Linked DNA regions of Mus musculus: all the other regions are linked to region 1. A link is a contact called in public Hi-C, HiChIP or PLAC-seq and promoter capture Hi-C data. All regions are on one chromosome and are shown on one strand. The core of a region is the stretch at or near the end of the contact, and the rest is flanking DNA. Distances in the headings are between cores, read along the strand shown.

What was found. Promoter capture Hi-C pulls out the DNA fragments that hold promoters and counts their contacts. Hi-C and Micro-C count contacts between places; a contact is called where the count stands out from the background. HiChIP or PLAC-seq counts read pairs in DNA pulled down with a chosen protein or histone mark.
Region 2: an H3K27ac HiChIP or PLAC-seq map of embryonic stem cells shows a contact between it and region 1, with 2.9 times the contacts expected there. The contact joins the promoter of Gnat1 here to the promoter of Tex264 in region 1. A contact is called at or near these places in 1 of 39 promoter capture datasets (pre-B cells) and 3 of 115 datasets of contacts at active chromatin or transcription factors (bone marrow-derived macrophages, embryonic stem cells and pancreatic cancer cells).
Region 3: a Hi-C map of the N1E-115 cell line shows a contact between it and region 1, with 2.8 times the contacts expected there. The contact joins the enhancer-like site here to the promoter of Tex264 in region 1. A contact is called at or near these places in 15 of 39 promoter capture datasets (the 3T3-L1 cell line, the HPC-7 cell line, HPC-7-derived erythroid cells and 9 more), 41 of 484 Hi-C or Micro-C datasets (B cells, the Ba/F3 cell line, CD4 T cells and 26 more), 22 of 115 datasets of contacts at active chromatin or transcription factors (the 230-238 cell line, the NIH/3T3 cell line, acute myeloid leukemia and 15 more) and 3 of 9 other capture datasets (adipose tissue, embryonic stem cells and pancreatic islet).
Region 4: a contact with region 1 is called in an H3K4me3 HiChIP or PLAC-seq map of bone marrow-derived macrophages, with 5 times the contacts expected there. The contact joins the enhancer-like site here to the promoter of Tex264 in region 1. A contact is called at or near these places in 11 of 39 promoter capture datasets (3T3-L1-derived adipocytes, the C10 cell line, the HPC-7 cell line and 8 more), 1 of 15 datasets of contacts at CTCF or cohesin (large pre-B cells), 1 of 484 Hi-C or Micro-C datasets (B cells), 4 of 115 datasets of contacts at active chromatin or transcription factors (astrocytes, bone marrow-derived macrophages, fetal liver and 1 more) and 2 of 9 other capture datasets (adipose tissue and embryonic stem cells).
Region 5: an HNF4G HiChIP or PLAC-seq map of pancreatic cancer cells shows a contact between it and region 1. The contact joins the promoter of Ifrd2 here to the promoter of Tex264 in region 1. A contact is called at or near these places in 3 of 115 datasets of contacts at active chromatin or transcription factors (bone marrow-derived macrophages, large pre-B cells and pancreatic cancer cells).
Region 6: a contact with region 1 is called in a promoter capture Hi-C map of second pharyngeal arch cranial neural crest. The contact joins the promoter of Cacna2d2 here to the promoter of Tex264 in region 1. A contact is called at or near these places in 8 of 39 promoter capture datasets (HPC-7-derived erythroid cells, cranial neural crest, frontonasal cranial neural crest and 5 more), 1 of 484 Hi-C or Micro-C datasets (embryonic stem cells) and 1 of 115 datasets of contacts at active chromatin or transcription factors (embryonic stem cells).
Region 7: an H3K4me3 HiChIP or PLAC-seq map of bone marrow-derived macrophages shows a contact between it and region 1, with 4 times the contacts expected there. The contact joins the promoter of Hyal2 here to the promoter of Tex264 in region 1. A contact is called at or near these places in 9 of 39 promoter capture datasets (the 3T3-L1 cell line, the C10 cell line, the HPC-7 cell line and 6 more), 1 of 484 Hi-C or Micro-C datasets (B cells) and 9 of 115 datasets of contacts at active chromatin or transcription factors (bone marrow-derived macrophages, embryonic hindbrain, embryonic stem cells and 6 more).

The regions. Positions count from the first base shown.
Region 1 is chr9:106,684,593-106,687,292 of GRCm38.p6, forward strand. It overlaps Tex264 (testis expressed gene 264), which reads right to left and starts at 1,360. Exons shown (of 6, transcript NM_001081654.2): 1 at 1,243-1,360; 2 at 337-403.
Region 2 is chr9:107,678,324-107,681,023 of GRCm38.p6, forward strand. It overlaps Gnat1 (guanine nucleotide binding protein, alpha transducing 1), which reads right to left and starts at 1,311. Exons shown (of 9, transcript NM_008140.3): 1 at 1,120-1,311. The coding sequence starts at 1,225.
Region 3 is chr9:107,274,611-107,277,310 of GRCm38.p6, forward strand. The region is part of intron 2 of Mapkapk3 (mitogen-activated protein kinase-activated protein kinase 3); the gene reads right to left. Among named protein-coding and RNA genes, the nearest start is that of Mapkapk3, 14 kb to the right of the region's middle. Within about 2 kb of position 1,276, at least 4 of the 459 cell types and tissues checked have an H3K27ac peak or open chromatin away from gene starts, as enhancers often do. A contact at or near this core is called in the N1E-115 cell line, where this site is marked.
Region 4 is chr9:107,257,267-107,259,966 of GRCm38.p6, forward strand. It overlaps Mapkapk3 (mitogen-activated protein kinase-activated protein kinase 3), which reads right to left. Exons shown (of 11, transcript NM_178907.3): 7 at 1,548-1,623; 8 at 1,064-1,188; 9 at 149-234. Among named protein-coding and RNA genes, the nearest start is that of Dock3, 27 kb to the left of the region's middle. Within about 2 kb of position 1,390, at least 38 of the 459 cell types and tissues checked have an H3K27ac peak or open chromatin away from gene starts, as enhancers often do. A contact at or near this core is called in bone marrow-derived macrophages and trophoblast stem cells, where this site is marked.
Region 5 is chr9:107,586,410-107,589,109 of GRCm38.p6, forward strand. It overlaps Ifrd2 (interferon-related developmental regulator 2), which reads left to right and starts at 1,309. Exons shown (of 12, transcript NM_025903.2): 1 at 1,309-1,537. The coding sequence starts at 1,480. It overlaps Hyal3 (hyaluronoglucosaminidase 3), which reads left to right. Exons shown (of 4, transcript NM_178020.3): 3 at 1-62; 4 at 166-950. The coding sequence ends at 417.
Region 6 is chr9:107,398,512-107,401,211 of GRCm38.p6, forward strand. Cacna2d2 (calcium channel, voltage-dependent, alpha 2/delta subunit 2) reads left to right here and starts at 1,369. Exons shown (of 38, transcript NM_001174049.1): 1 at 1,369-1,772. The coding sequence starts at 1,558.
Region 7 is chr9:107,567,765-107,570,464 of GRCm38.p6, forward strand. It overlaps Hyal2 (hyaluronoglucosaminidase 2), which reads left to right and starts at 1,399. Exons shown (of 4, transcript NM_010489.2): 1 at 1,399-1,469; 2 at 2,340-2,700. The coding sequence starts at 2,386.

The DNA.
Region 1 (2,700 bases), core at 110-2,609:
ATGGGAACCCAACAGTCTAACCGCCGTTCACTGACAGTTTTTCCCTCCTCTGGTTTCCAAAAAGGCACTTCATCTTTTGGCCCTCGCTTATCTCAAGGCTAGAAGCTCTCAATATCTAGGCCATAGCCTGTCTTGGGAGTGACAAGCACTGCCACACACTTCTGTTTAAGGGAACTTAGCTCCCAACCTGTCTCTTCCTTCCACTTCGCAAACTGTTCAGAAAAAGGGGGCTATGTTTCTGCCCATCCCCAGAGCTTTGGTCAGCCAAGGAAGAAGTAAGGCAAATTTCCCCACACCCAATAGAGAAAGGCGAGGACAGGGGATGGGAAGGCTCACCGAAAAAGTCAGGCTCACTTTTAGCAACTCATAGCATCCAGTCCAGCAGGGCTCCAGTACTCCGGCGCTAGGGGGGCAGAAAGGAACAGTCATCCCAGCCCTAGACACAGGCAGTGAGCAAAGCAGGCCCTGAGTAACCCTGTTCCAGGGAAAGCCCACAGAACGGGGACCCGTCTACAAACGCGCCAACCCCACCCTCAGATCGCGCGGGGGGGGGGGGGGAGTCAGGCCAAGTCCAGCTTCACAACGTCATGCCTATGATCTTCACTGGGCCCGACTACCACACTTGGCGCCAACGCAACCCCTGCTGCTGACCTTGGGCAGCGTGTGCCCTCTCTTGGGCCTCAGTTTCCACTAATGTCAGAGGTGCAGGGTAGAGATGACTTCCTTGGCCCGCAAGCGTCGGAGTAGGGACTAGGCGCAGGCTTCCGGAGGCCGCTCACGTGCGCTCTGCGGAGGGCCGGGCCCTTAAAGGGACCTGCGCCGGCGAACTTGGGTGCTAGCAGCCGGGGGGCCTTGGGGTCGCCGCTTCGTGCTGTCGGCTTCCTGCCGCCCCGGCTCGCTTCACGGCCTCCTGCACCTCTGCAACTTCAGACACGCTAAAGTTTGGAGCGGCGACGCGACGCGCGGCCACAGGCAGCGCTGCTGAAAGGTGAGGGCCCCGCCCGTTCCCCTCTAGTCCCACGGACCCCGGACGTTCCCGCACCCAGCACCGAGGCAGGATCCGCGCCGAGAGGTCAGGACCGCCTCCCCGTCGCTTTCAGGCCCGGGAAGCAGGCTGGGCCAGCAGTGAGTCAGACGCGGGGCAGAGGGCGGCTCAGGCCGCGGGGAGCAGGCGGGAGGGGATGAGGGGGAGCCCCGGCAGACACCCCGTCGGGAACGCCTCGCCTCTGGCCCCGCCCTCACCTCAGCGGCGGCCCCACGGACGCGGACGGGCGCCGGAGGAAGATAGGGGCTCAGTCGTGGAGCCTGTGTGCGCTTGCCCCTCGCGCTCGCTCCGCCCCTTTCGCGGCGGGACGTGACCGTGGCTGTGGGCGCGTGCGCTCCAGATTTGGAGGGCGGAGGCCTGCCCCGCCCCGTCTCCTTGGTAACATGCACGCCTCCCCCGCCGCCTCCCCCCCCCCCAGCTGGGTTGGGCCCACAACACACATTCCTGCTTCCAATGAAGGGGAACTCCTGAAGGTGATCAAGCAACAACCAACCAATACCCCAAGGTATCCTGGCCGACAGGGAGGGAAGGGAAGGCGCAGGGGTGAAGGCGGGCTCCAAGCACCGGGAAAGTCAGCCTGTTTGCCTGCTCCAGAAGCCCAGGAAGCCAAAGCGGGACTGAATAGTGTTTGTGCATTTTAGAGAGGATCCGCACAGCAATGTCGGCCTCTTACTAACTGAACCAGTCTTACTCTCGCCACCTTCCCTCAGAACCTTCTCAAGTCTGGCCGCTTGCTCAGGTCTTAACAGCTGAGGAAGCTATGGATAAACAAAAGATGCTCTGAACAATCTCTGGAGAATGCAAATTTAAGTGTCTTCACTCAGCCACCCATCAGGGATTCTCTGAGCATAGGGACGACCATCCCTCCATCCAACCTTTATTATGGAAACACTGAGTGAACCAAATGAAAGCCTTGGCCTCCGGAAGTTCACTCCAGGGAACACCTCTTTTCAAAGCTTCTACTTCACAGCCCTGGCTGTGGTTGCTGGGAGTTTCTACTAAGTTAATATAACTTAGGTAACTCCCAAGTCAAGGGTAAGCTCCTTCAATACAGGTTCAATCTTGAGCTAGGATCTGATGACCTATGAATCTCAAAGCACTGTACTGAGGGCACCTCCTGAGACGCCCAGATCTATGCTGGAAGTGAGGAAGGCCACTATGCTTGTAAACTTGGCTGTTTATAAATCTTGATGCCAGACAGGCTGGGCCAAGGACTATATTAGTACTTCTGACAAGATTGCTTTATGGAAAGTTGATCACCCAAAGAGCATATAAGATGACTTTGGAAAAAGCCAGCAGCCATGGGGTAACATGTGATCTTGAATGTCATCCACAAGACAAATGTCCCAATGCTGTAGACAGGCTGGTAAGAAAAAGCAGCTAGCTACTCAAAAGTCTTCAAAGTAGAGAGGGCAGGAAAGTCATTATAGCTATTTTACCGTGAACATCAAACATGGTAATGATTGGCTGCTTCGGGCAGGTGGGCTGTACACTAGATAGGGTTCTTGAGACACGAAGGGCACATGGCCCAGGTTCAGAGCACATGTTAATTCTGTCTCTCTGAAACTCATTAGCCTGTGTCAGGAAATGACTGTCAGGAGACACTCTTTCTTCATCCTGCTGTCTTGGCTCACTTCCCTTAGCCTGGGTGGGAA
Region 2 (2,700 bases), core at 61-2,560, 990 kb after region 1:
ATTTTCAGTACCACATGCATAGGACTATCCGAATGGACCAGCCTCTGCTTTTCACCTGAAACTAGGGAGATGTCTCTGAGAGACTCAGAGGGAATTAGCATCCTTAGATGGGGGAGAGGACAGAGCCGATATCCTTTCTGAGCCTGCACTCCTTAAGGGTGTTGGATACAATTAATGGGATTTCCGGCTTAGCTTTGGCCTTTCTCTTGGGGCTCTGGCTTAGTACCTCTGGCTGCCCTTCTAAAGCAGCAACTTTCCCTTTGGGGTTAAGCAATGGTACCCGCATGTCCCCTCAATACCCACGGGATCATGAGGTTGGCTTTATTTATCCCATGTAGGCCTCAATATCTTTCCACTTCCTTTTTTCCTTTTGTGTAAGCCTGGCTATTCTGGAACTCACTCTGTAGACCAGGCTAGCCTCAGACTCAGAGAGTCACTTGTTCTTGCCTCCCAGTGCTGGGATTGAAGGCCTGCGCCACCACTGCCTGGCATCTTTCCACTTTTAAAAGCTGTCTCACAGGTCTACTGATGACCAAGTTCTGGCACCCAGTGCCTTTGTGGACCTGGGTGATCCTAGAGTTATTCTCAGACCTTATTCTCAAGAGAGAAAGAAAAGCCAAGAATACCTTGCTGAGCAGGCCTGGAAAACCCACAGCTATAGTCTGAGGGCAAAATGTGCCTGAACACACACATTCATACAATGGTGTTTGGTATACCCTTCTGCAGAGAAGAGTGTCCCCAGGGGCTGGAGAGATGGCTCAGTGGTTAAGAGCACTGACTGCTTTACCAGAGGTCCTGAGTTCAATTCCCAGCAACCACATGATGGCTCACAACCATCTTTAATGGGATCCGATGCCCTCTTATGGTGTGTCTAAGAGAGCGACAGTGTACTCACCTACATAAAATAAATCTTTTTTTTAAAAAAAAGGGTCCCAAGAAATTATCTTGGGATCCTTGCCTTGGGGACTATGACATCATCACCTGGCCTTGCCTGGGAATGGCTCCCACCACACTGTCATTCTTCCTCCGTCTAAGGAATCCCTGCTTCAAGGAGAGGCTGTTTGCCTAGCCTGACTGCCCGGCAGCTGTCCCCTCCCCATCGCTGGCCCACACCCCTACCCAGAAGCAGCAGTTTCACAGTGCGGGCATCCTTCTCAGCATCCTCTTTCAGCTTCTTCTCCAGCTCTCTGGAGTGCTTCTCCTCAGCGCTGGCCCCAGCCCCCATGGTCCCAGCAGCAGGCAAAGGGACAGGGTAGGCAGCCTCCCCGGCCTCCTCAGACGACCTTCTGGCCCCAAAGCCAACAATCAACTGGCTCTCCACAGACCTGCACAGGTCCTGGTGGGGTAGCTCGGTGGGATTTGGGAGCTAGGGATGCCCGAGGGCCAATCAGAGACAAGGACAGGTGAAGCTCAGTCTCCTAGCATTTTAATCTGGCTGGCAAGGCCCCAATCCTTCAACTGCTGACTTGGCACCCCTCTGCCCCCCTCCAGGTCTCCAGATGAGATCCTAGAGAGTCCTCTTCCACTCCTGTCCTATATACATTTATTTGGCAGAATTGAGGGAACAGACCCTTTAGTCCCGGGAGTGGGGGGACTGGGAGCTGGCAGGAGAGTGCTGAAGGAGGTGTAGGCACAGAGGGCCTAATGTTTTCCCAGCTGTGGTCACCTCTCCTTATCTTGTAAGCTTACATGAACTTGGAGGAAGGTGGTGCCCGAATCTCAGCCCCATTTTACCGATTAGAAGAGGCTCACATAATTAGCAGTGGCTTAGAAGAGTGGGGTGTCTCTGGACCAGAGGGTACTGTGCCTCCTGGGAGCCCTGAGGGAATAGGTGACTATTTGCCTACCACTCAGGGTTAAATGTGACCCTGTACATGGTGTCTACATGTCCTCTGCTGGTAGATGGGTGAGTCTGCTATACACAGCCCATGTGTGTCTTTCTGTTCCTTACTAGAATCGAGCGAAGTTAAGTGCACACACCCAGTCCTGTATACCTGCATGTATGTGTACCTGCTAGTAGTTAAGTACATGTGCTCTTACATACCTGTTTAAATGATGATGAGTGCAGCCTGTGGATGTGCAGTGGTGCTCTGTGTGTGTATACTGGGGATCAAGTCTAGGATGCCCGCATGCTGGGCATGTACTTCAGTCCAGCATGCTCTACCTGTTCTCCGTCTAGGCACGGGTGTGTGTGTGTGCTCATTTTGCAGGGCTTTGTGTGAATTCACAGTGCCCTTGCCTAAGCATTTAGATGCACACCTGTGTGCCTGTGTGTGCATACATGCTTGCCTGTGCCAGCCCATGCACACTGTCTAAGCGTACATGTGCATTTAGATGCAACAAAGATCACCATAGAGGTGGCTACATTCAGTGTATCTTTGGCAAGCCTATTGTCAGATGTGAAGATCTTGGCGCTCCCCAGAGTACAGAAGAGTGAGTGGGGTCTCACTTGCTCTGCTTTTGCTTGGTCTACTCATAATGTGGGACCTGCATAGGGTACCACTCTAACCTGACAGCCTCTATTCCAGGGTTTGGAGACCTGCTCAGGTGTAGCAGTTGGTGACATATGGAGCCTGCTGTGCGGAGCATCTAGGTGCTAGAGATGGCTTCTGCCCATATAACCGGAAACCCCATCTTGGGCTCTCTATGGGTCTAGAGCCTCTTTTCCTAAACCAGACTCAACTCTGTGACAGACTACAA
Region 3 (2,700 bases), core at 26-2,525, 590 kb after region 1:
CCAGCAGGCTTGGTGGCAAGCATTTTGTCTGCTGAGCCATCTCACTGGCTTGACAAGAGTTTCTTTAAGCATGGACCTAATGAAACCAAAGTCGTCACACCTCTCCTGTTCCCCCACACACACAGGCACTCCCTGAGGAGGCCGTATCCTCAAGAGTACCCATGCTATTTAAAGAGCTGGTAATGATGTCAAATCTAACTTCTTAGCCACAGTTTCAAATTAGAGCCTCGGACATGTGCCATTACTCTCTCGCACTCATTTTCCCAGCTTTTGTAGCTCATTAAGAGAGCTAATGGAACCAATTTTGCAGCTATGGATTAGTTGGCCTCGCTCCAGATCAGGCCGTGCTTCATTAAGTTCTGACCACATCTTGTCCTCTGTCACACCCTGGTCATTTACCTTCCCCTCCTCAGATGCAAAGTTCCAGGGAGGTCAGCTCAGATGATACCAGTGACCTCCAAATGTCCAGGCCCAAGATGGATGTCTAGCGAAGGACAGTTTGGGGTCAGTGTGAGCACCCCCCTTTCAAAGTAACTGTTCTTTCCTGGTGCACAGCCCATACTTGTGCTGATACATCTCGCACTTTGTGCACCGTATCTGGAGAAGATGTCTCTCTGTGAGGTTAAGTGACTTTCCCAAAGTCACACAGCCAGATGATGAATCAACCCTTGAACCCAGAGCTGTTGGATTCTAAGTACATACACGCATACATACAAACATACATACATACATACATACATACATACATACATACATACATAGAAAGAGAGAGAGAGGGAGAACCCAGAGCTGTTGGATTCTAAGTACATACATACATACATACATACATACATAGAGAGAGAGAGAGAGACCTTCTTCCTATAGCTGTGAAGGTGAGTGGGTAATCTTCCTACAACATCAATGAGGGAAAGATAAACTGGGGGAGGAGGCCTAGCCAGCCCTTCCTAGACCTAGGCTCCATACTTCTGAGTCCAGACCAGGCTAAGTAGATGTGTCAACTGTGGCAGGTGTTTGCAGATCCCATGCCCTGTCCTAGGTACGTTATACCCTTTAGCTCTTGCCCTTTGACAGCTGTACCGTTACCCATAATGCTCAGCTGAGGAGACTGTGGCTCAGCAGTTTTGTAGCTTCCCGAGGTCATGTGATTTGTAAAAGTCCATCTCCAAGTCTGAGAAGTCCCTGGGATCCAGATTCGGCTCTTTTCCTACCAAGGCCTGTCCATTCCCAGATGCCACAAACATTCCCTGGCCCTACCTTGGTATCAGTCCAAAACCTTGGCAGGGAATGCTGTCACAGACACTCTGTCCTCAAGGGTTGGGGGGGGAGTGAGTCTATTCATGAGTCACCGCAGCATTTGATGAGGGGATTCGCTCAGTTCCGTCTCTTCTACCTTCTTTCAGGAGCCAGAGCAGGCAAGGTGGGGAAGACTCCCCACTGCAAGGGAGCCCAGGAGCACAGAGGGCTCCCTGTGACAGCTCCCCTTCTAGATCAAGGCCAGGATTCCTGGCAGGTTGGGATCTCTCTGACCACGACTCATCAGAGTTCTGGGAAGAAAGGAGCAGCTACAGCGCCAAACCCCAACCTCCCCAAGATGCGAAGCTGATGGCAGAGCCAAGGCGCTTTTGGATGTCAGCAAGTCTCAGAACAGATTCCTCCAATGTATTACATTTTGATGGTCTCAGTTTGTCTCCTTTTTTGCCAGCTCCAGACAATCGAGAAATAAAGACAAAAGGGCCAAATCTGGTGGGCCTGGGGAAAGGGAAGAAACGTTGCCAGGAAAAGAGAACAGAACTGGTCTCGTAGGCAAGAGAGGGCACATGAGTGCTAGTTGGGGTGAACCGGGGTTCCAGTGCCTCAGGTCATGCGGGGGAAGAGCAGCTGTGGCTACAGAGGTTCAGGAGGGACCTACCTGAACACTGAAGGCTAGTTCATCTCCCTACACACCACTGGCAGGCCATCCTATAGCTCTGAAAAGTGCAGACAACAACAGTACTCTTTCTCCAGGAGGTCTCAAGGAAGGACTGAGAGCACACAGAGTTCACGTGAGCACACACTGAATGCACTGGGGGCCTACTGTTCCAGGGGTGGAAATGGCTTTCCAAGTTTGCTTGACAGGTCCTGGCTTCCTCTAGGCCTTGCCCTGAGATAAACTCACACCCTCCTCCCTGTTTCCCGGAACTTAAAAAAAGCTAGGTGCACCCCGGGAGCAATCCAACAGGTCAGAAAATGGTCTCAGATCCTCATAGGGACAAGGGAGACTGGGAGTCCTACAAGCGCACACACAGAGGGCTGCCTAATGTCTACCTCTATGTTCACAGAGGAAAATCTCTCTCTCTCTCCTCTCTCTCTCTCTCTCTCTGCTCTTCCAGAGGCAGGGGGTCTGATTCCCAGTAAGATAATGCTCTCTTCTGGGCTTAGTGGCCACCAGGCACTCAAGTCATGCATAGACATACATGCAGATAAATACACATATACATAACACTAATACACATAAAACTACACTAGAAATAAAAATAAGGGCTGGAGAGATGGTTCAGCAGTTAAGAGCACCAACTGCTCTTTCAGAGGTTCTGAGTTCAATTCCCAGCAACCACATAGCGGCTCACAATTATCTGTAATGGGGATCTGATGCCCTCTTCTGGTGTGTCTGAAGACAGCTTCAGTGTACTCATATAAATAAAAATAAATAAATCTTAAAAA
Region 4 (2,700 bases), core at 140-2,639, 570 kb after region 1:
CCAGATTGAGACAGAGGCAAAGCCAGGACACAGGTCGGGGTGTTACCATACATCACTGTACAAGGTCCCAGCCCAGCCCTGCACCCAGGCCTCCAGGACTATCCCCTTCCATCCTGCCAGCCCTACTCCAGGCCAAGACCACGCTCACATTGATCCAAGGATGGTTCATAAACTGCATGATCGTTAGCCTCTCTGTGGGATCTGTCTTCAGGAGCAGGCGGATTAGCTGCTTGGCTTGGGGACCCAGAAAAGAGGAATCAGTGAGTTACAGTCCCTCAACTCCCCCACATGAGTCACAAGCTCTGTCAGACAGGACTATACGTGCACCTACATTCTTCATGATTAGAAATGGTGAGTTAACAAGTGTTTCTCGTTGAAGGTCACTAAGTACTCAGGATAATTCATTAAGCAACAATAGATAATACAAGGCCGAATTGTTTGAGCTACCTGGGAGGGAAAATATGAACAAAACAAGGAAGGGGTCCTGGGAAGGTGATATTTATGGGGTTTTATGTTTTTGTTTGTTTGTTTTTCAAGACGGGGTTTCTTTGTGTATCCTTGGCTGTCCTAGAACTAGCTCTGTGGAGCAGGAAGGCCTTGAACTCACAGAGATCCTCCAGCCTCTTTGCCTCCTGGCTGGGGAGACAAATGTTGAACCCACTTGACAAATATAAAAACTGAGACTTTGAAAAGTTCAGATGACTTGTCTAGGTTTGAATAGTGAGGATTTGAACACAAGTCAGTTTGACTGCCAAAGGTGTTAGCATTTCCTCTAGGCTCCACCCAACATTTACCCAGCAATAGCTACCTGCCAGGTATGAACCTTGCTCTGTTTGGCTTCTTTCTCTCCATCCTCTCTCTCTCTCTCTCTCTCTCTCTCTCTCTCTCTCTCTCTCTCTCTCCCCCTCCACCCCTGCCCCTTCCCCACATAGTTTGATTGTTCAGGGAGACACCTTGGCAGGGTCCACCACCCACTTCCACCGCCATTTTATAAAACAACAAAAAATTATATCTCCCAGAATGAAGGTTGAAGGGGCCAGGTTGAGTAGAGAAGCTTACTAACCATCCTCAGAGACATCTAACCATTCAGGGTTAGGGAAGCTATACTGGCCCAAGCGAATCCTTCTTTTCATTCCTGGAGAGATGGCCTGGCCGGTGTTGGAGTAGAAGGGTGGGAATCCACACAAACTGGCAAAGAGAAGAGGTCGTTTGGCACAAGGGTTGGGCACACAAGGGTCAAACAGAGCCATTCTCTCCTTTTCACTAGGGAGACAGGCTTCCAGACACCACAGCAATAATACCAGCCCTGTGGACTCTTGAACACATCCCAGGAATGCCATCAGCCTTGACATGAGGAAGCCCGCAGGCAGTTTCAAGGCCTGTATCTAACAACACAGGAAACAAAAGACAACCTGGCCAAGGGATGACTCGTAAAAAAGTCCCTCCCTAGGGACACAGGGAGTGAGAAGCTGAAATAGCTCATGGAAAGGTAGAAGCAGAAGGTTGAGGCAGGGTTGCGGGGGTGGGGGGTGGGGAGTGGTACTCACAGGATGTACATGATGACGCCCAGGGACCACATATCACAGGACTTGTCATACTTCTCTGGACCCAGGACCTCAGGAGCTACCAAAGCCGAGGGCATAGGAAATCTCTTAGCCCCAAGGGTCTTGGGGACTAGGAAGAAATCTTAAGCCTGGGTAAGGTGAGGAACAGGTACCCAGGCTGGGAGATAGGGCAGAGCAGACTAGTGTCTGGCACCTTCTGGGAAGGCAGCATGTGTGTGAAGTTGGGGGAGGAGAGACAGCTACCAGAAAAAAAAAAAAAAGAAAGAAAGAAAGAAAAAAAAAAGCTGCTTTCAGACAAACCCCTAGCTACTTCCAGCCCCTCTGCCAGTCTCAACTTGGTAAGAGAGAGGAAGGGAGAAGGCCAGCCCCAAGTTTGGAGAGGCCTCGCCATTGAAGAGGATCCCAGTCTGCCAGCCGTGTTCTGTGTTGTGTCTCTCAGCATTGTGTCTCCCTGAACGCACAGCCTGGATCACAGGGTTCTGTGTTCCAGTCAGCTTGGATACCCATCCATTGGCCTTAGTCTTCCAGTCAGTGCATTGAGCTCAGCGGGCTGGACTTATCATGAAAGTATTGCAGAATACTCTAGATAAACAGGGGCCTTTCTGAAGCTTTGTACCCTTAATTGCTCTCCCAAAGGGACAAACGTCAGTCATTGCCCAACTCTCAAGGCAGGGGCACTTGTTACAGGGGCCTTAGGATGTACTGGAGCCTGCCAGGAGCTTTCCCAGGAATCATTAAGTATGTGGATGCCCCCTAGCCCCATCTAATTCCTGGCTCAAGGGACCCTTTCCCACAAGGCAGTTACTAGTACCCTGCATCCCTCTAATGTAGGAGAAAAGGCCTGCCCACTTTCTGAATATGAAGATGAAAACCGGAGAAAAACAACTGCGGCTGGGCTCCGTCCCGAGCTGATGGCAGCCTTTTATCACATATATATTTAGAGCTGCTGTGACGTCATTCAGCTCACAGGCCACAGCCAGAATTTTCCTGGATCTATTTTCAAAAGCAGAAGCTGAAGTTTGGAAGAATATTTTTGCAGCCTCCAGCCCCCCCCCCATCACCCGCCTCCATGCAGACAAGAGTGCTCCCTCCTCCCTCTGCTCCCTCCTCCCTCTTCACCAGGCTTTAACTCTTT
Region 5 (2,700 bases), core at 59-2,558, 900 kb after region 1:
GTGCCGCACTGGGAACAGCTGGAGTGGTACTCTGGGGGGACCTGAGCTTCTCTAGCTCTGAGGTGAGCGTTGCCCCTCATCGTGCACATGCTGGAGCCCCAAGATAGGGGAGAAGCCATGCCAAGTCATAGAAAAGGAGCTTTGACCTATCTTTTCTCTGTGTAGGAAAAGTGCTGGCGTCTCCATGACTACTTAGTGGGCACTTTAGGCCCCTATGTGATCAATGTGACCAAGGCTGCCATGGCTTGCAGTCACCAGCGATGTCATGGCCATGGTCGATGTGCCCGGAAAGACCCAGGACAAATGGAAGCCTTTCTACATCTGCAGCCAGATGACAGTCTTGGAGCTTGGAATTCCTTCAGATGCCATTGTTATTCGGGTTGGGCTGGCCCTACCTGCCTGGAGCCTAAACCCTGAGCCCAACATAGAGTCAGGAGTCCCTGCCTTTGCTACTTGACCCTGCTGTCATTTTCCCAGTCCTAGAGGAATTCCCCTTTATGCTTTGTTTAGCTTATGGGACTTTCCCAAGTACATATCCCACTTCCACCAATACAACTTCCATAGAAATTCCTGAGGAGCCGGGCATGGTGGCGCACGCCTTTAATCCCAGCACTCGGGAGGCAGAGGCAGGCCGATTTCTGAGTTCGAGGCCAGCCTGATCTACAAAGTGAGTTCCAGGACAGCCAGGGCTATACAGAGAAACCCTGTCTCAGAAAAAAAAAAAAAAAAAAAAAAGAAGCTTCCGGGTCAGTTCCAGGCATTTAAGGTGACTAGCCTAGGACTTTGTTCCTATACCCCAGCGTATCTATAGAGAAGTAAAATCTAGGTTCAGACAACCCCTACATGCCTCCCAACACACATCCCCCCCAAAAAAAATTAAGCTAAGGTCTGTTAAACGCTAAGCTATTATCTGTATTTTTATCCATAAAGTCACTCTTTCATTACTTGAAGTTTGTCCTCACCATTCTATCTAGGGCCAAACCTGGCGCCTCCAAGCAGGTGCTTCGTTATCAGGCCCTGCAGACGCTTCTAGTGAGAAAGGAAACTACTGAGTTAACTATGAACCGCGCGGGCGGGGGTAGGGGAAGGAGGGGCGAAGTGGGTACGCAGGGCATTGTGGGTACATAGTTTAGCTAGAGCGGCGTCGGCTTATGTGTCTCCGGAATGGACTACTACTCCCGTCGTGCACTGCGCACAACTTGGGCGGTGCTAATCTGTGTACGCTGATGCCTGGGGATAGTAGTTTCGGCCGCGTGTATGTGGATCTGAACTTGGTGGCCGGGAACTCACCTTCCCAGCGACCCATTTGACAGGGCGGGGCGCCTCACGAAGATGGTGGCGCGCGCGGCGTGTGGCTCCTGTCGTCCTCGCCAGTCTCAGCTCAGCACACGGGCCAGCGTTTCGCTGGTTTGGAGTCCCCGCCCTCCGGGTCCCTGACCCCGCGCCCCATTCCCGTGTTCCCAATTCTCGGTTCCAGGAATGCCTCGTGCTCGGAAGGGCAATGCGCTCCGCAAGGGCGGTCAGCGCCGTGGAGGAGGTGAGTCCGGGGGCTCCAGTAGACTTGTTCAGTAGTGAGCGGGGGTGTTCCGTGATTCCCCTTCGATGTCATTGAGGGACCTGAGTTGATGAATCTTCCCAGATCAGCCCAGCGTGACCTCCCAGAACTCTGCTAAGGCTCGCACGTGCCCCAGCTGGCATTGGCCACGTGTGCGCCTCACTTGAGCACATTGCCAGCTGTTTTTCGAAATCCCGCGCCGCAACGATGACTTGACCAGCATTAAGGACCTAGGTTTTCCCATCGCTACTGGGGTAGAAAACCACACCAGAAAGAGCGTGAAGCCAACCCTTTTGCCAAATACTAGTAGTGCATTTGGTAGGCTGCACAAGGAAATTAGCAGAGAGACCTTGTCTGTTCTGTAAAACGGGGAAGTGTGATTGGAAAGGTAGAGAATTGGGGCCCTGTCAATTGGACTAGAGACCGGGAGGACATCCAGAGAGACCGAAGCAGCCTGGAGACTTCTTATCAGACTCAACCAGAAGCATGACCTGTTGCATTAAACAAACAACTGCTGAAAAAGAGTGCCTGCCCAGCATATTTTTGACCTGACAGCCACTTTAATGTGGCTTGGGTCTCGGGGCATTTAATAGGGTGGTGACAGTTCCACAAGAACTAGTACTGAAAGCATATACTTACCGAGAGTGGTCTTAGAATTATGGCAGGCCCTGTGAGGGGAGCTTCTGAGACGGTAAAGAATCTGGCGCAAGGGCCCAGCAGCCAAAGGGACCACAATACAGTGCGGCAGATGAGACCGTCCGGGCAGTTTTGACAAGTAGGATAGTAAGAGAAGAGGTGAACAGAAATCAACGTGTGGGCTGAACGTTTTTTTACAAGCAAGTAATGTTAGTGGTCCCTAAGGTGTAAGGACTCCTACTGGGTCAGAACCTGTCCAGGGTGCCTACCATAGTAGCTGCCCTATTTAAGGCCAGTCTTCAGCCCTGGAGAGAGCTCACAGGCCGTCTCTCTGTTCCTGCCCTACTGACACTTTGAGAGTCCCTATGTTTACTTTTTCAGACACCCGGTCAAGAGCTTCTTCTGGTCTTCCAAGGCTCAGAGGCACCATCGTGTCTATACCTAAAGTTGGTGGCCCTGAGTGGACCAAAGGAAGCTCAGAAAACAATATATTTGAAACACAGAGTGCC
Region 6 (2,700 bases), core at 119-2,618, 710 kb after region 1:
GAAGAGGAAGATGTGCTCTTGTCAAGCCTTTATTTTTAGGAGTGGGGAAAGATGGGAAGCCCACAGCAGAGTTGAAAGTCAGGAAAGGTTGTCTGAGTCTATATCACTTCTGTACCCCTTGGCCCAGAGGCTACTGTTCTCTCCTCTCTCTGGAAAGTCGGTTGTGAGTAGATGTTGGGTGACCTACCCAGGCATGGGATGAGAGTCCTTGGACATCTCTGAACTGAGCCACCAACCAGTTAATAAGCCCTTAGTGTCTTGTTTGGCAGAGTCTGTGGGCAGCCAAAGGGGGTCCTGTGGCAGGGTGGCAGGGAGCATTCTCACCACTGTGGGTCAGCGTTGGGGGCTGGCAAAGTGGGGCTCAAGGGCCAACCTGAGCAGGTCCTTGGAATGCTCTTCGAAACTGTGAGTGCTTCTGCTACCAGACATTCAACCCCTTTCTCACTGCATCCTGGAAATGGCACTGCAGCCTTACAGGGGTATTCCTATGAAAAGGGAAGGCTCTGAGAAGGTGGCCCACACGCTGAATGTTACACACAGCTCATTGTTGTAACTACAGCAGGAAGATGCCAGGTCCCACCAGGACAAAAGTGAGTGGTTTATGCTAGACTGAGCTTCCTGCCTCTAGACGAGTCTGACCCGAAGCTGTGCAAGTCCAGGGAGCGGAGGCTTGGGCTCCGTGGCCCGTGTTGTCTGGACAGTAAAGTGGAGCAAAGCAAGAGCTGAGGTATCCCGCTTCCTTCAGTCCCCACATCTGTGCCGCTGGACTCTCTTCCAAGGAACTAGGAGAACCAAGATCCGTTTTTCTGCCAAGGGCTGCCCCCCCCACGCCCCCAACCCCCTCACCCCGATCCCCACAGAAAGAAATCTTGAGGTAGCTGGAGCTTCTTCTGTGGGTGTGACAGGACTGCCATTCTCCTCTGTAGTCTGCAGAAGCCTGCCATTCCACCATTTAAACCTGTGACTCCAGGCCTTAAGCCTGTTGAAGGTCGAGTCCCAGAAGGGTCATATGTGCAACTGCCTAGGGAGAGTTCCCACTCGCAGGGCCAAGAGGAGTCCCCCGGTCTGAGGTGTGGGGGCGGGGACGTGCACTGGGCGCTGGGACCACGGCTGGGGCTCAGGACTCGCGAGCTTGGATTCGGATCGGTTTGCGCGAGCCAGTAGGGCAGGCTCCGGGGTGAACGGGGACGAGGGGCGCGCGGGCACAGGCGGGCGCGTGACCGCGGCGGGGGCGCGCGGAGGCGGGCCGGCCAAGGAGAGGGAGGGAGGGAATGAGGGAGGGAGCGACAGGGGAGGGCGGCGCCGGCAGGTTGGCGGCGGCCGCTATTTGAGCGCAGGTCCCGGGCCAGGCGCTCAAAGCGCTTGGAGCCAGCGCGGCGGGGAGATCGCTGCGCGCAGCCCGCAGAGGCGCTGCGGCCAGTGCAGCCCCGGAGGCCCCGCGCGGAGAAGGAGGTGGAGAAGAGGCCGGCTTTCCGCCCGCCGCCCGCGCCCCCCCACCTCCATCCCGCCGCCGCCGTCCCCCCTCCCTCCCCGCGGCGCCGCATCTTGAATGGAAACATGGCGGTGCCGGCTCGGACCTGCGGCGCTTCTTGGCCCGGCCCGGTGCGGACCGCTCGCCCCTGGCCCGGTCGCGGCCCCCGGCCCTGCCCTGACCCCCGGGGCCCAGCGTCCGGGCCCGCACGCCCGCTCTTGCTCTTGCTGCCGCCTCTGTTGCTTTTACCGCTGCTCACCGCCCCCGGCGCCTCTGCCTACAGCTTCCCCCAGCAGCACACGTAAGTGGCCTCAGCCGGCCGCGGGACCCCGCAGAGCCCCGCGCTCCCTTGCGCCCCTCAGCCCGCGTCTGCCCCTCCACTCTCCACTCCGGGTGTCGGGGCGGGGGCTCTGGTTCCCATGGCATGCTGCAAGTGAGGGTGTCGGCTACAAACCCCCGTGGGCTGGCAGCCAGGGTCCCGGAGCTTCTGGCTGCGTCGCGAAACTTCCTTGCGGTGCCCTGCTTCCCATAGACCGCCCCCACCCCACCCCCTGCAACGGGACAGAGCAAAACATCTTCAAGCTTAGGGATGGGGTGGGGGTCGAGTCTGCCAGTTTATACTCCTGCCACTGTCCGGTGATAGAGGAGCCTGAGGTTGGTCGAGAGAATGGCCAACGACCCCTGCCCGGTAGACTTGGAGCCAGGCATCTGCCCAGTGTTTTATCCCTGGTGGGAACCTGGCGCTTTAGAGTCAGACGTGGGGTTACATCCACACCTGTCTTCTTGGGCCTTTTCCTTGGGGGGGGGGAGCGATACTGGATGCAGAGGGTGCCAGCGCCTTCTTGCTTCGGTCAATGTCACCTGTTCTTGATCGCCCACCTGAGGGGACGTCCCTGGATAGCTCAATAAGGAGGTAAAGGTGCTGGGGTTGGGTCAGAAGGTGAATGACAGGGAGGACCCCTGCCTGCTCCTGATGCTGACACTGTCGCTCCTGCTACCAACTGGGTAATAGCATTTCCAGGTTCTGCCAGCTCTTGCTAGTGGTTATTATGGTCAGTCTGAGCCTCTTCACCTTCCCCAAGATCTGGTAGAGTCGGGCAGATGTGTCTGGATAAGGAGTGGGTATTCTGCATGTGGCCTTTAGGACAACATCTGTTTCTTGACACCGTGCCTTAGCCATATGTCAGTGTCCAGACACCCTTTGGGGCATGGCAACCACCGTGCTTCTG
Region 7 (2,700 bases), core at 149-2,648, 880 kb after region 1:
CAGCCAGCCACCAAGGGAAACAGGGTCAAGGGGCTCTCCTCCCCGCCCCCCTGGCCCTTTCCGCCTGGAGGGCAGCAGGAAGTGAGGAGAAAGAGCAGGGATGGGAGGCGGGAGGGAGTGGGTGGGAAGGAATGGGGTTTATCAAATCCCCAGCAGACTGCCCAGAGGGCAGCAGCTGGCGCAAGGAACCTGGCTGGAGAGACTCTACTCAGGTGAGCGCAGAGTAGTACATAAAGCTAGTCCGCACTGCCATAAATGCGTGTACTCCTGCGGCGCTCCCTAGCTTCCAAGCTTGCGGTAGGGAAAGGGGCTGGCGGCCAGAAGCGGACTTTCGGAGATTTGAGTCGTGCATTGGAGAGCAGATCTAAGAGGCGAGGGTACAGGTCTAAACCTAGTCCTCACTGGAAGGGGATTGCAAGGCAGAAAGGTTCAGAATATGGAGTCGGGGTACTAGGGAGACACTGAAGCCTCCTTTCTACGAAGTCAGGCCCGAAACTTTGGCAAATTGCTCTTTATTTGGAGTTGAGTGGGTACCCCTATGGACAACCATCCCACCTTCACCTCGTCGCAGAGACTGGTCCGGGGAGAATCCAGTAAATTGGCAAGCCCTGGCGTGGATCCGGTGAAAGTGGCTAGATCACTTTCCCCTTTGGCCCGACTGAACTTCAATCCCTTTGGCAAGGCAGCGACCCACCCCCCTGGTTACCAGGACAACCACTATGTCTGCTTTGCCAAAGGAGGGCTCAGAAGCTGTACTAGGCCCCCTCCTCTAGACGGGCAAAACAAAAGGCGGGGCTTCCTTCTGACCGCAGACAGACTAGTGGAGGGAACCTGGGCTCAGCGAAGGCGGGTCATTAATGTTCCAAGAGGTTCTGGATCCACTCGTGTCAAAATCTCTTACACTAGACAAAGGGCCCACTTTGCTAGAGTCCATATTCAGACAGGTGGGATTGAATCCGCAGCTACCCCCAGTCAAGGCTTCAGCTATAAGCTTTTATTTCAAATGCCATTACCACCACTACCCCCTCATTCCGCTCGCGCCCGCCCCATCCAATGTTCTATCCCTTTAAGAGGCCAGCTGCAAAGAGTGGATTGTTCCACTGACGACAGATTGTGGGGGTAATATCTCAGGCTGGTTAGCTCTGGTGGCTAAAACCAGCGGGAATCCCCATTCCAGGAGGTATTCAATCTCAGATACATAACTATGTTCCTCTACAGAAGATCTAAGGGTCCTCGAACTCGAAACGCAGCACTGGCAAAAAGGAAGAGAAACACACCCTCCCTACGAGGCCGTAAATTCTGCCATCCACCCACCTCCGAGGCAGGATTCTTAAAGGGCCCGCGGGCCTCGGGGCGGAGCCAACAGAGGCTCGAGCTGGGGCAGTGCTTGGGCGAAGGGCCGGATCGGGCTTGGTTGGTACCAGGATGGCGGCGGCCCTGGCGTGGGTCCTGGTGGCGCCTGGTTCGAGGTGAGGGCGGGCGTCGCAAGCCTGGTGACTCTCTTCCTGTGAGATGGGCTCTGAATCTCTAGGGGCGCCCTCATAAGTGACCCAGGAACCCCACCCCCACCCGGCTGAACTCTGGCCCCACGTGCGGGGCGGGGGCGGGGTCCCGCACAAAGACCGGAGTGGAATACTCTTTACCCGGGACCCCTTGTGCTGGGAGGTGAGGGTGTGGGCCGGTCGCGAAGTGCTCACACAGATTCTTGGTGGCTGTGGTGGGAAGGGCAGGTCGGCGAGCACCGCGGTGGGAAGTCCGCTGCCCCTTTGTCCCCGGGGCGCCTCCTCCTATCCTAAGAGTGTCGGTGCCCGAGACTAAGTCCTGACGTTCTTGCTCTTCTGCTTGGCGCACATTGCACAGATACCAGTTCCTCTGCAGTGTACCTAACAGCTTCCCAGCTTCTGTATGCGTTGTGCCCCAAATGCTGTCTCTTCTCAGAATCAATTCTGAGTTCGTAATGAGGGTGGGGGACATGGGGTGTTCAGAGTGTTTTAAAACTATTTACTGTATGGTATACAGGCATGTAAGTGACTCTAGCAGTGAGTCGGTAGCCTAATCAGTCCCTTTTTCAGAAAGGACATGGACCTAAAGGAGATTCTTGCCCAACCACGGGCAGCTCCCTGCTCTAGAAAGAGCTCTGTGGTTTCGGTAAATTCCCTAAGGTCTTTTGCCTACCCATCAGCATCCTGCTATCTCCCAAACCTGTTACAGCCTCGGCCATCTGAGCAGGAGCATGGTGTGCCGCACAGTATGGGTTTGGGGAGTTTATGTGGGATGAAGGTGCGTACACATCTCTGGAATTTGCTAGACTGACTTGTTCTCTCTCACACTTTCTTCAGTTCCTGAGCTGCTACCAGGCAGGTAACACTTCCTGTAGCCCCCAGCATGCGGGCAGGACTAGGTCCCATCATCACACTGGCCCTAGTGCTGGAGGTAGCATGGGCCGGGGAGCTTAAGCCCACAGCGCCGCCCATCTTCACTGGCCGACCCTTTGTGGTAGCATGGAACGTGCCCACACAAGAATGTGCCCCACGCCACAAAGTGCCACTGGACCTTAGGGCCTTCGATGTGAAGGCTACACCGAATGAGGGTTTTTTCAACCAGAATATCACCACCTTCTACTACGACCGTCTAGGCCTGTATCCACGTTTTGATGCAGCCGGGACATCTGTGCATGGCGGTGTGCCTCAGAACGGCAGC